2 separate regions of the Danio rerio genome follow, and region 2 is linked to region 1. The links are chromatin contacts, called in public HiChIP or PLAC-seq maps. All regions are on one chromosome and are shown on one strand. The core of a region is the stretch at or near the end of the contact, and the rest is flanking DNA. Distances in the headings are between cores, read along the strand shown. Region 1 overlaps abr (ABR activator of RhoGEF and GTPase). Region 2 overlaps abr (ABR activator of RhoGEF and GTPase).

Region 1 (6,248 bases), core at 2,720-5,219:
ACTTAAGTTACTTACACCTTGTGAAATGGAAAAAGAAACTGATCCATGAACTGTGTACTGAAAAGTTCCTGTCAAGCTCAGATAAAATCCCATACATCAATAGTCTTTTCTGATCCTTTCTTTAACAAATGGCCGGCGAATCCCTGTTGTAAGCTTGTGTAGATTCCAGAAGCACTTGTCAGAAAAATGACGGGACAGCACAAGGCTGGGGCTATAATGCTAAGGTATTTTTTGCAAAAATAATCTTTAACCACTGACTCTTCACTGTGTGTAGAGTGTGTGTGTGTGTGTGTGTGTGTGTGTGTGTGTGTGTGTGTTTGTGTTTGTGTTTGTGTGTGTGCGTGTGCGTGTGCGTGTGTGCGTGTGTGCGTGTGTGCGTGTGTGCGTGTGTGTGTGTGTGTAATTTTTATTTTAGTGATTCATACAAACCACTAGGAGTCGACTCTTTTATAGATGAATCAATAGTTTTAAACATGGCGCACTTTCAGATTTAAGCCTTAGCTGGATCTTTCACTTCACTCAGAGCTGTGTTACACACTGCATTTTCAAAAACCCATAATAGGGGCTCTTTAAAATTGCTTTTGAACATCTAAAAAATATTGAAATAATGCAAGTAATCACTTAAAATATATATGAACCAGTTCTAGTGTAATTTAGATATTTAAAAAAAAAAGTCGTACATATTCTGCTTTTAATAGGAAAATAAATACAATGTACAAATAAAAAATAAATACAAAGCTCTGTCAAATCAACCATATTTTAAAACCACTATTAAGCTAAAAATAATTGTTCCCAAGATCCCGAGTGTAAATGAAAGTAAAAGATAAAAGATGAACAAGACAGGAGAATTGAAGAAAAGAGGACTGAGTGAGAAAGCAAGCGAGAGAGAGAGAGAGAGCAAAAAAGGGAGGAGTGTCTCCCCTTCCCTTAGCAACCGTTGGCAGTGAGCAGCTCCAGCCTGTTGTCATACATGTGAGGAGCTGAAGCGACACACACACATACATTTACACTAAGCGTGGATCTCTCCTCAGCAACACACAGCGGCTCTGCATCTCCAACTCGGACATGTCCAAAACCCTCCATAAACACTAAGCAGATCAGGCGAGCGACGGAGAGAGTGAGAGAGAAAGAGAGTAAGAGACGAGCGAGCGAGCGGGCGTTTAGAAACGCAGCGCTGGAGGAGACGGCCGGCGGGGGGATGGAGCACCTGAGCACTCGCGAGCTGCCCAGGCTCTCCTGGATAGACACCCTGTACAGCAGTACGTACTTAATGGCTCTCTGCTCATTTGCAGCATCTCTGTTTGTGTATGATGTGTTGAATTCAGCTGGGATAATATGGTGATCATCAGCGTCTGCTGGAGGAGGCTTTTAGGCATCTTGTGTTTGTTGTTTGTTGAATGACAGTTTGTATTTTGATGACTGTCAGGGGTCATTACACTGTAAAAAACTGCTGAGTTGATTTGTATTTGGGACAACATGAAGGAATTAAGTTAACCTATTAGTTTTTTACATGTTTGAGTGGATTGAACATAAAATAATCAAGTTGTTTCACCCAAAAAATCAACAATCATGTTGTTTCAGCTCAATTTAAATAACAAACAGTGAATGTCATATTTTTGCTTGTTCAAACTACTTATTTGAAATTAGTTGACACAACACAATTCTTAAGTTTTTTTTTGGGACAACTTAATGATTCAATCCACTTTAGTTTGTTAAACCAGTTATGTTAACTTAATCAATTTGTGTTGGGTCTGTATGACGGAATTGTGTGGCGTGTTGAGGTGAAATAGTGCAATGGTATTCTTATCTAATACGTCTGTGTTTAAGAAGTATCATTGGATATGCAACTCCTTCATGCATTGGCTATTTATTTATTTATTTTTATTTATTTTTTATTTTTATTACTTTTCACCTCTTCTTTTCTAGTCGTCTGTTTTCTAGGTTGTCTCGATACTTGAATTTGGTACCGATTAGTAGTGAAATGTTAAAAACAATAATTTTTACATGTAATAAATACAGTTTATTTGATATGTATGTATGTATGTATGTATGTATGTATGTATGTATGTATGTATGTATGTATATATATATATTTTTTTTAGTATTAAAGTATTAAAATAATATAATATATTTTTAAAAAATACAATGATGAAACGAATGTATTTATTAAAAAAATATATTAAAATATTTTACGATTTAAGAAATTAAGGTAAAACATAACAAAATTGCTATAACTTAAAATTTGATTCAAAATTTGACTGAAAATACATAACTAAAAGTTCAGTCATATATTTTTACTTTTTACCTCTCCTTTTCTAGTTGTCTGTCTTCTAGATTGTCATGAAACTGGAATTCGGTACCAATCAGTAGTGAAATTTTAAAAACATCCATTTCCCGCTAACATTTGAGCGCTGTTGAGTGCGTTCCTAAACAATGTTAATTTTTCATTGTGTTCACATGCTCAACAGAAATGACTGTGATTGGCCATGAAAGTCAGTTCACTGAACTCACTGCTGTTTAGTCAAGTCAAGTCGAGCTTTAATGTCATTCCGCTACTTGTGTGGACAAACAGAAGAAAAGAAATGTTGTGTCTTGAAGGACAACGGTGCTACATAAATTAATCATAAATACAAACACAACACTGGACATAAGAGCTATTTAAAAAAAAATGCATAACTAACATATAGTAAAAACTTAAACTATACACATAAGACTGGCTATATAAGTACTGAGTGTATCCACAGATACAGGAACACTGGAGCGTTTTGAAGTTTAGCTGGTTTGTTTATAAGCTGACATACGAGCGATCCCCTGATGAATTGCAGCTTTAAAACGCTCCAGTGTCCCTGTGTTTGTGATTAAAGGTAAATCAGTGCTGTTTAAGTACGTACTCAACAGCGCTCAAATGTTAGCGAGAAATTTTTTGTATTGATTGGTATCCAGTATCGTGACAATCCTGTCTTCTAGTTCTGCTATCTGTGTCTATAGATCTAAAGCTAAAATGTTTCAAAATAGTTTTTATAATAAAAATAAAGCTAAAAAATCTAATAAATATAAGATGAAAACCTGCTTATACTTTGCGAAGGGTTGCTTTTCGTAACTACTTCAGAAATTGACGTGTATTAAAGCTGATTAGAAGTTACTATATGAAGACATTGAATTGAACGATTGATTGAATGAATGAAAAGCATGACAAAATTGCTATAACAGTTAAAATAAAGATTTAATTTGAAAATATATAAATAAAAGTTATAAATATAGAAATAAAAGTCTAATAAACAATAATAAATGATATATAATAAATGTAATAATAAATTACTAAACAATATGATATAAGTTATAATATTATAATATTATATAATATTAAATATATAATATATACCCACAAACACTATGTAATAATTTTTACTAATATTTAATACTATTATATATTTATATGTATCTTTTTTATGCTTTATCACATCTTGCTTTCTACTTATTTGTCCTTTTATTTCCCCATTTTATTTTTTTATATTCTCTCTTTTTTCCCTTATTTAATTTATTCCTTATTTTCTTTCTGTCCTTTTCCCTTTCTTCTCTCAACCTTTCATCTCTGTTTGTATATTGTATATTATATAATTTTCCTTCTTCAATGCCATCATTCTCTCCTTAATCATTCCAGCTTCCCTTTTTTTCCATCTGCATCTATCTCAATATATCATTTCCATTCACTTATTAATGGTGAACAATTAGTGAAAATAAATCAAACTTGCTTGCTTGAGACCCAAAGTACACTCTGTTCTTAAGAATATTCAAATGTTGTTGACTGTGTGCAATCAGAAGGGCTTTGGATGGAAGTCATGTGCGCAGAAGTGGTCAGCAGGGGTTTGTGGGTAATGCTGGAATGGGAAGATGCACTTGTTGTGGTTGTTTAGTCTGCCGTTCGTTTACTCCGGCTGTAAGGTTGAGTTACATAAAGAGCTTTCAGAAAACCACGTTAAATGGAGGAAAGACTGGCAGAAACTGGAAGGGGTGGAGGGTAGCAGAGAGAGAGAGAGAGAAAGAGAGAGAGAGAGAGGATTTCATTCACTATGGAAAATCCATTGAGGAGTTAACCAGAAATGGACTAATCCACCACAAACACCTCCCTCCCCACTTCATAATTTCACACTAAATTATATGAGATGTGTGCGTGTGTGTGTGTGTGTGTGTGTGTGTGTGTGTGTCTATATGATGTGATGTATAATTGGTAATTCAGAATAACAGGCGATCATCCCACAAGATGTTATCAGTTTCACCCCTGTTCCCCCCCATTTTGGTCTTTTGGTGTGTGTGTGTGTGTGTATGTGTGTATGAAAATACATAAATACAAGTAATATGAAACATTAATAAATCATATGTGTATTATAAAATAAATGTAATAATAAATTGCTTAACAAAATATGAAAGTTTATAAATTAATAAACAAATTTTATTATTATAAATGTATTCCTTTCAGGATTGTTTTAGAATAATTGTAATATAAAATATTTTTACTTAAAAAAAATAATCTTTATTAAATATATATTAAATATAAAGTGTATATATATATATATATATATATATATATATATATATATATATATATATATATATATATATATATATATATAATAAAATATAAATAATTTAATATGTAATAAATATTAAATATAAAATGAATATCAAATATATAATATAATTAAGTAATATATAATAATATTTTTAATATTATTTTATATAATATAAAATTATATATATATTTATATATATATATATATATATATAAAATATATATAAATAAAAATATAATATAAAAAATAATATAAAAATGTTTTTGTGTATTAAATATATTAAACATAATAATATAACATTATATTACATAATATAAAGTGTATATATTATCTAAAAAAATAAATATCTAATATATTATATATATATATATATATATATATTTTTTTTTTTATTTTTTATTTTTTTTTTATATTATTATTATTATTATTATATTGTATTTTATATTATTTGAATACATATTTTATATAATTAAAAAATTGTTAACAATATTTGATAGACAATAGATATGGTTTTACACTTTTGATTTATTTAAACCCAGAGGGTTTTATTTGTTTGATAAAATCTTAATCCACATGCATGATTGTTAATTATTCCATTTATTTACTGTGCAAATGCACATTTCTGGTCATACCATCAAAAGCACACATTGAGTTGCAATTAAAAGAACAAAAGAACAGCGAGACATTTCAGCGCTGATATGCAAACATTTATAGAGCTAAAATACCTCACAAGGATAAAACATCTCTTCACCCAGAGGCTTTCAGCTTTTGTCTGCTGTTGATGACCAATGAAGAGCCCCTTTAAAAACACAAACCCAAATTGCAGCCCTCTTCTGTCTCTGCCAGTCATGAGGTCTTTAACAAATTACCACATTGACTCATTAACATAAAACGCAAGCCTCATTAAGCGCTGCTGCAACAATAACAGCCTTTCTAGATTGATTTGACTCCTGTTTTTATTGTTTAACCCTTTTTGTTCAGTGTTCTCAAGGTACAGTCTTGTTAAAAAGAAAAAAAAGTACAGTCAATTAATAATTTATGGATGTCATTAAACATTAAAAGGCTTTCTTGCTTAATAAAGGATGTACATTTCAAATGCAGTGATGTTTCCATAGAGGCTAATATCAATGTTAGTGCGAGTGTATTAACTCCGGCGAATTTAATCATATTTGATTGGGTTTTCAGAACATGCCAATAGGGAATTCTTCTGAAAGCATAATAAAGTCAGTCATCAATATGATCATCTCTTTGTCGGTTTGTTTATCAGCCCATTTCATGCCTGTCAGTGGAATTTAAAATAAAACGATTACTTCTTGTTATTAAAGGTCCCCTGATGTATCTTGAAATGCACAGCTTTGTTCGTTGTGAGATGTAATTTCAACTGAAACATAAAGACATATCAAGTAGCGCCTCCTTTAAAAGAAATAGCCAATAGGAATTTGTTTATATCATTGCTTTGTTAGTCAGACTTGTATAGCTATAGCACATCATGACAGCCACAGTCTATAATAGCAATGCAGAGTCTGCCAAATCGCTTCGCTGCTTTAAAATACAGCATTCAGTGCAAAATTCAAATGGATCCAATACCATGTGCGAATTAAAGTCCAATTCCAGTCTTAATGGGGCAGGGTGCTTCATATACTAGATTTGATTGGTCAGAAGATGTGTTGAGAATCT
Region 2 (6,248 bases), core at 2,015-4,514, 50 kb after region 1:
GCAGGGAGAACATGCAAACTCCACACAGAAACACCAACTAAGCCGAGGTTCGAACCAGCAACCCAGTGACCTTCTTGCTGTGAGGCAACAGCACTACCTACTGCGCTACTGCCTCGCCCTGTCTCTTTTCAGTGTTGGCATTTTTCTAACTTAAGCATTTAGGTTCAAACGTTCTGTCTTTAGGTACAACCACGATATCTTTCCCGGTATCTCTGGCAGGTATATTTAAGAAAATGGCTGCGCTGTTGTAATTTAATGAGTTTCATTTTTTCATTAAACAGACATAAATATTGCTCTGTTTCCCATGGAAGAGGAATATGTATTGTCCAACATAATTTCTTTTTTGTTACTTGGTCAAGTTTTGTATTGTGTGTAAATCTTTTGAGCAGGCTTTATTTAAAGCTCCAGGCTTTTGTGCTGCCAGTAAACTGTTTCTATAAACCACGCAGCTCTGCCTCCTGTTTACATTGGATTTTATTTCCATATATTTGAATAAATGCTTTTCAGTAGTTCCTGCTTGCTACAGCCACCTGTATGTGTGTGTGTGCTCATTGTTGGTTTGGTAAGATGAGGTCTGGTTGCTAATGTTTGCTTAGCCTCTAAAATTTAGCCCACATGGCTTTCTTCTTTGAGGTGGCATGTGTCCTGAGATCCATCATTTCACCCCATGGTAAGACGGATTAAGTTTTGTGAATGTTCATTGCTGTGCTTTTTTATTTTAGGGGATGTTTAGGTGTTTGAATTTTGGTAGCTTGCGTCCATTTGCGATAGAACAGTATTACTGCAACAACTTGTTTTCCTTTTCACATTAATGATATTTTCATGGACATATTATCGTCAAATATAGGGTTGTTTTCACGGTATTTAATGGAAATATTAAGAGACACTATGTCCCATGTTGTTTAGCTTAAATGCTTACACTGATAGCCCCCACGCTACTTTATGTGTGACATTTGTAAATCTCTTCAAATGCCTATTTGGATTTAGGATGCTCCAGAAATCAGCTGCTTAAATCTCCTAATGCAGTGCGTGTCTCCTAATGTGTGTGTGTCTGTGTATCTCTCTGCCAAAGCCGCACTTCAGGTTTGCCGACGCACCAATCGATTTCTCTTTCCATCTACACTGTCTAAACACTTTAACCAGTCATCAAGGCCAAACAGGACTATGTGCTGCGTGTTTACTGCTTTATAAGGGGTATAATGTTTTTTTGAAAGGAGGAAGTACAGATTAAAGCTTCATCAGTGTGTTTTTGGTGTTTAGTTTTACTTCGGTCACACAGACAGGCTTTGTCTGTGTTTGTGTTTTGATATGATATTTAAAATAGCTGGAAATTTCCATACGAAGACTGTAGACTCATTATGACAGTTTTTTTGCTCATGTCTGTGTGTTTTTATGCTTTTTTTTTTGGGGGGGGGGTGTTTACTCATATAGTCTACTCATATTCATAGAGTACTTCTTTTAACTATGACTAGTGATCAATGTAACTGTTAAATTCATATTTTATAGAATTGTTCAGAATTTGCATTATGTATGCACTGGGAGTTAACGTGAACTAACATATTAATCTTATTTTTATTATTGTTAACAACAAAGACTAAACCTGTATTATTACTGCATTTAATTGATTTTTTGTTTATTTCTATAGCGCTTTTACAATGTAGATTGTGTCAAAGCCGCTTAACATAGAAGTTCTAGTAAATTGAAACTGCGTTAGTCCAGTTTGCAGAGCTGAAGTTCAGTTTAGTCCAGTTTAGTGTGGTTTAAATGTCACTGCTAAAAGTCCAAACAATGAAGAGCAAATCCATGTTCTGTCTCGCTACAATCGAGCCCGCTCTAAGATCTCAAACCACAGGGCTGTTGGTAGTACCTAGAATAGCAAAGTCTACTAAAGGAGGTCGAGCCTTCTCATTTATGGTTCCTAAACTCTGAAATAGCCTTCCTGATTATGTTTGAGGCTCAGACAGAACTTTTACAACATGGATTGTGTCAAAGCAGCTTTACATAGAACTTCTAGTAAATTGAAACTGTGTCAATCCAGTTTACAGAGTTGAAGTTCAGTTCAGTGTGGTTTACTTTTCACTTCTGAAAGTACAAACACATAAGAGCAAATCCATCTCCTCTCTTGCTACAATTCAACCGGCTCCTTAAGATCTCAAAAGTCAGGGGTTTTGGTAGTACCCAGAATAGCAAAGTCTACTAAAGGAGGTTGAAACTTCTCATTTATGGCTCCTAAACTCTGGAATAGTCTTCCTGATAATGTTCGAGGCTCAGACAGCACTTTTACAACGTGGATTTGTGTCAAAGCAGCTTTACATAGAACTTCTAGTAAATTGAAACTTTGTCAATCCAGTTTACAGAGTTTAAGTTCAGTTCAGTGTGGTTTACTTTCACTTCTGAAAGTCCAAACACTGAAGAGCAAACCAGTCTTCTGTCTTGCTACAATCCAACCTGCTCTTTAAGATCTCAAAACTCAGGGCTTCTGGTTGTGTCCAAAACAGCAATTTCTACTCAAGGAGGTCAAGCCTTCTCATTTATGGCTCCTAAACTCTGGAATAGCTTTACTGATAACGTTCAAGGCTCAGCTACACTCAGTTTGATGAATCTTTTTAGTAGTGTACTCAAAATGCATCATACAACGGTATTTTTCCATTGTTGTCAGTTACAATTACAATTACAATTTATTCAGTTTTTAAACAACATTAAGTTTATTGCTGTATTATTTTATTGTAATAAAATGTACAATAAATTAGCTTTTTTTGTAAATCAGCATAAATTAATGATATAGCGTTAAAAACAAGGCAGTACGTTGCTTAATTGTCATCACAATAATGGCATTTTGAACAAATAAATGTTAAAATATGTTGATTTGCTTTAAAAATGTTTAAATTATGTTTTTTTTTATTTTACATGTTGAATTAATTAATATTTCACCTATTCTGTGCATATTTGTTCACTGAAACAATGACTTGTTCAAACTACTTATTCAAAATGAGTTGAAACACTGGACAACTTAATTGTTTTATATTCAATCCCCTTAAGGAACTGTGTGGAACCCAGCGTTTTGCGTCTTCCATGTCTAGCTTTCAATTCCCAGAAATATATGAGGATAGCTAAATGTGATCTATTACCTTATTGATATACGAAAGTGCAATGGCAGTAAGAATAGCACAATATTGAGCATGACCTGCAGTAGATTGGCTCTGGCCAGTGCAGGTTGTTTTGACCCTGTGTTCATGTGCTGTAGGCAGAGCGGATGTGAGAGCCTGTTGACCCACATTCAACCAATTTCCTGCTCAGCAGCTCAACGGAGTCGTTATTTCCTCTGCTCTATTACAACAAGCCCCTTTATAGACAAACCAGTTAGAAGATCTGTGCAACTGATGCTTCGTCTTGTTGCATTAGTCTGAATTTTGCACCTTTGATTTGATCCAGTTTGTGTGTTTTCACATGGAAAGCAACACCGTTGTGACCAGGTTGAGTTATAATTGGTCTGTTGGTTATGATTGGCCGTCACGTTAGCAATCTTTAGGGAATGCCATGGTGACAGACGGGCTGGCCCCGCCCCCCGGGGTTTGCTTGTCAAGCAGGACTTTTGTTTACGTGCCATTCTTTGACCATGTGGGAGTGTGTGTCTTGACACAAACACACTGCATTTTCCATTTTAATGAAGACACGTCTCCTGTGAATACTGCTGAACTCATAAACACTTTAACAAGAGGTTTTTGCTCCCCTTTGTAGGCCATTTTCAAGTTTATGAGGGAATTATACTCCGTATTATTTTCAGCATAATTTTTGTGGTGTCATGTACCAAAAAAGGAGATAATAGTCAGCGTCAGAACATTGATATGTTTACAAATAGATTACATCAAAAAGAACATAAGTAATCTCAACAAACTATACATCAGTCTAAAGCTACAACCCTCAAGCAGCCATTGCTGCTAGATGCTTTTCAATGGGAAGCTTATAAGGAATGCATTTGCTAAATTTGTGTAAGTTGTACAGAAAATGCTTATTAAATATGAAGTACATATCATCGTAATAGCAAGACACACACGCGTTTATTGCTTTACATCACGGTTTATTTTGAAAGGTAAGAGTTCACCGAACAACACACATCAAACACATTTAGTCCACCGTCAAAATAGTGCTGAATTTTGGATGGCTATTTATTTGTTTATGTCACCATTTCTTCCTTAGACCTGTCGTTTACATTTTTTACTATGTTGCCTACGTGTGAGGTTAACAACATAGGCTTATTAGAAATACATGTTTCAGTCTACTGTACATTTGAATGCAGTTTCGAGCTAAAATTTAAGCTATGGAGGAGTTTGATCCCAACAACTTTTGTTCTTTTGCACATTAATGATATATTATCATCAAATAAAGGATTATTTTTGTGCAATTCTTTGCACGACACCAAATAAATACTAGAAAATGACTTTGTGCCTATAATGTGTTATTTAATACATTTGCCTCTCTTATCTATCTCTATATGAACAACTTTTCTGCTGTGGTCAGTTTGCTCGGTAGCTTAGCTTGTACGGTGTGGTACTTGTGATGCAGTGGGCTCTGGTTCAAGTCTGGTGAAGCACAGTTCCATGTACAACTGTGATAACAGTGCACTTTTCTTGTATGTTTGTTTTTTGAAAACACTAATGGTTGGGTTTATGGAAGGGTTTAGGCTGATTTATAGTTCTGCGTAAAGCGCACGTGTATGCTGTAGCTGATGCCAATGCTGATGTGCACCTTCCAAAAAATGTAAGTACATGTCGCAACGACGACGAGCGCAAGCTCTGTGATTGGTCAGCTTGGTAGCTGTGACCAGTGTGGGCAGATCCGAGAGCCGCAAAAGCCCGTTGGAGCGAGTGTTTACAAGTGTTGAGTCCCGTGAAGCAGCTCTAGATCAAAATTGTTAAATTGTTGTTTTGTGTTTACCTTATGGTTAATGTTGTTGCACATCCGCCGGTTCTCGCCTCTGAATCAGCGAGTTTTAGCTGCTTATACATTCAGGTAGCTTTCAGAAAAATTAAAACACCCACAAAGAAATTCGACACAGCCGAACATAAAAACCTACTCCCATTTTGAAAGTGTTATTGTAGAGCAAACCAAGCAGCACAAAGAAGAATAAATGCACAACCACGTGCAAGGCAGGCGCATTGGGTCTTGCTGATCACTTGACGCAGAGGTATAAACCAGCCTTTAAGGTCAGTGTTTTGTTAGCTGATCTGTACGACAAGCACCTGCTTCTAGTGGGCATGTACAAGAAGTATGTATATCTAAAACGTACGCCAAAACGTATCCTAAGTAATGTAATTTAAACTTGCAAAAATGTAGACAGCGCCCTCTAGTGGATTTACCATCTGAAACATGCAAGGTATTATCATTTTTTGGGGGAGGAAATAATGTCCTGAAGCACATATTTACAGTGAGATTCAGTGCTAGATTCAGTTTGTCAGATGATGGATGGAAGGGTAGATGGACGAATGGATGTAGATCATATTGGTAATATGTGCTCATCTGATTGCTTGGCATTGCAGTAGATGTTAATGTTCATGTCACCTCACCTAGCAAACTCACATAAAATATGAATGATTTCCAGTTATTGTTTTTTAAGGTACAATACTGGCAAGAAGTCACTAAGATATTTTCACTTACTTAGATCTTGCAATGTGAATCAGTATTACTAAATGACATCAATTGTGTGTGCGCATAAAATATAATTGACAATCATAGATAAAAACAACAGAGGTCATTTTGGACAAAAGCATCTGTCTTATGACTATATGTAATATTATAACGGAATATTATGCGGAATATAAATTTAATAATATTGATAATTAAAGTAGTAGGTGTGGTGCGCAATCTAATTTGAAATACTGTAACAAATAACAGCATGTTAAAGTGCCGGTATCAACCGTTTCAAGCATGCTTTTTATTTTGAAATATTTTATTATTAAATAGCTACTAGCATGTCTGTCCATCTGTAATGCTTGTTGCTCTAATTTACATCTTTGTGTTTCATTTGTCCATCACAGACTTTAACTACAACACTGATGGCTACGAGGGAGATCCTGCGGAGGACAGGAAGTCTCAAGATGGCTCAGAAACGATGCCCTTTATCGATGAGTCGCCCACCATGTCTCCTCATCTCTGCGCTCGAGGACAAGATGGAGAGGCCGTTTCTCCTACACCACCAGAAGGGCTGCTGTCTGGGGTACGAGTGCATCTTTCTATGTGTGTGTGTGTGT

What was found. HiChIP or PLAC-seq counts read pairs in DNA pulled down with a chosen protein or histone mark.
Region 2: an H3K4me3 HiChIP or PLAC-seq map of embryo shows a contact between it and region 1, with 4 times the contacts expected there. The contact joins two enhancer-like sites. A contact is called at or near these places in 3 of 18 Hi-C or Micro-C datasets (caudal fin, embryo and hematopoietic stem cells) and 1 of 4 datasets of contacts at active chromatin or transcription factors (embryo).

Annotation. Positions count from the first base shown.
Region 1 is chr5:68,335,207-68,341,454 of GRCz12tu, forward strand. The region is part of intron 1 of abr (ABR activator of RhoGEF and GTPase); the gene reads left to right. Among named protein-coding and RNA genes, the nearest start is that of abr, 45 kb to the left of the region's middle. Within about 2 kb of position 3,970, at least 3 of the 62 cell types and tissues checked have an H3K27ac peak or open chromatin away from gene starts, as enhancers often do.
Region 2 is chr5:68,385,942-68,392,189 of GRCz12tu, forward strand. abr (ABR activator of RhoGEF and GTPase) reads left to right here. Exons shown (of 23, transcript NM_001368694.1): 2 at 6,036-6,214. Among named protein-coding and RNA genes, the nearest start is that of abr, 95 kb to the left of the region's middle. Within about 2 kb of position 3,265, at least 7 of the 62 cell types and tissues checked have an H3K27ac peak or open chromatin away from gene starts, as enhancers often do.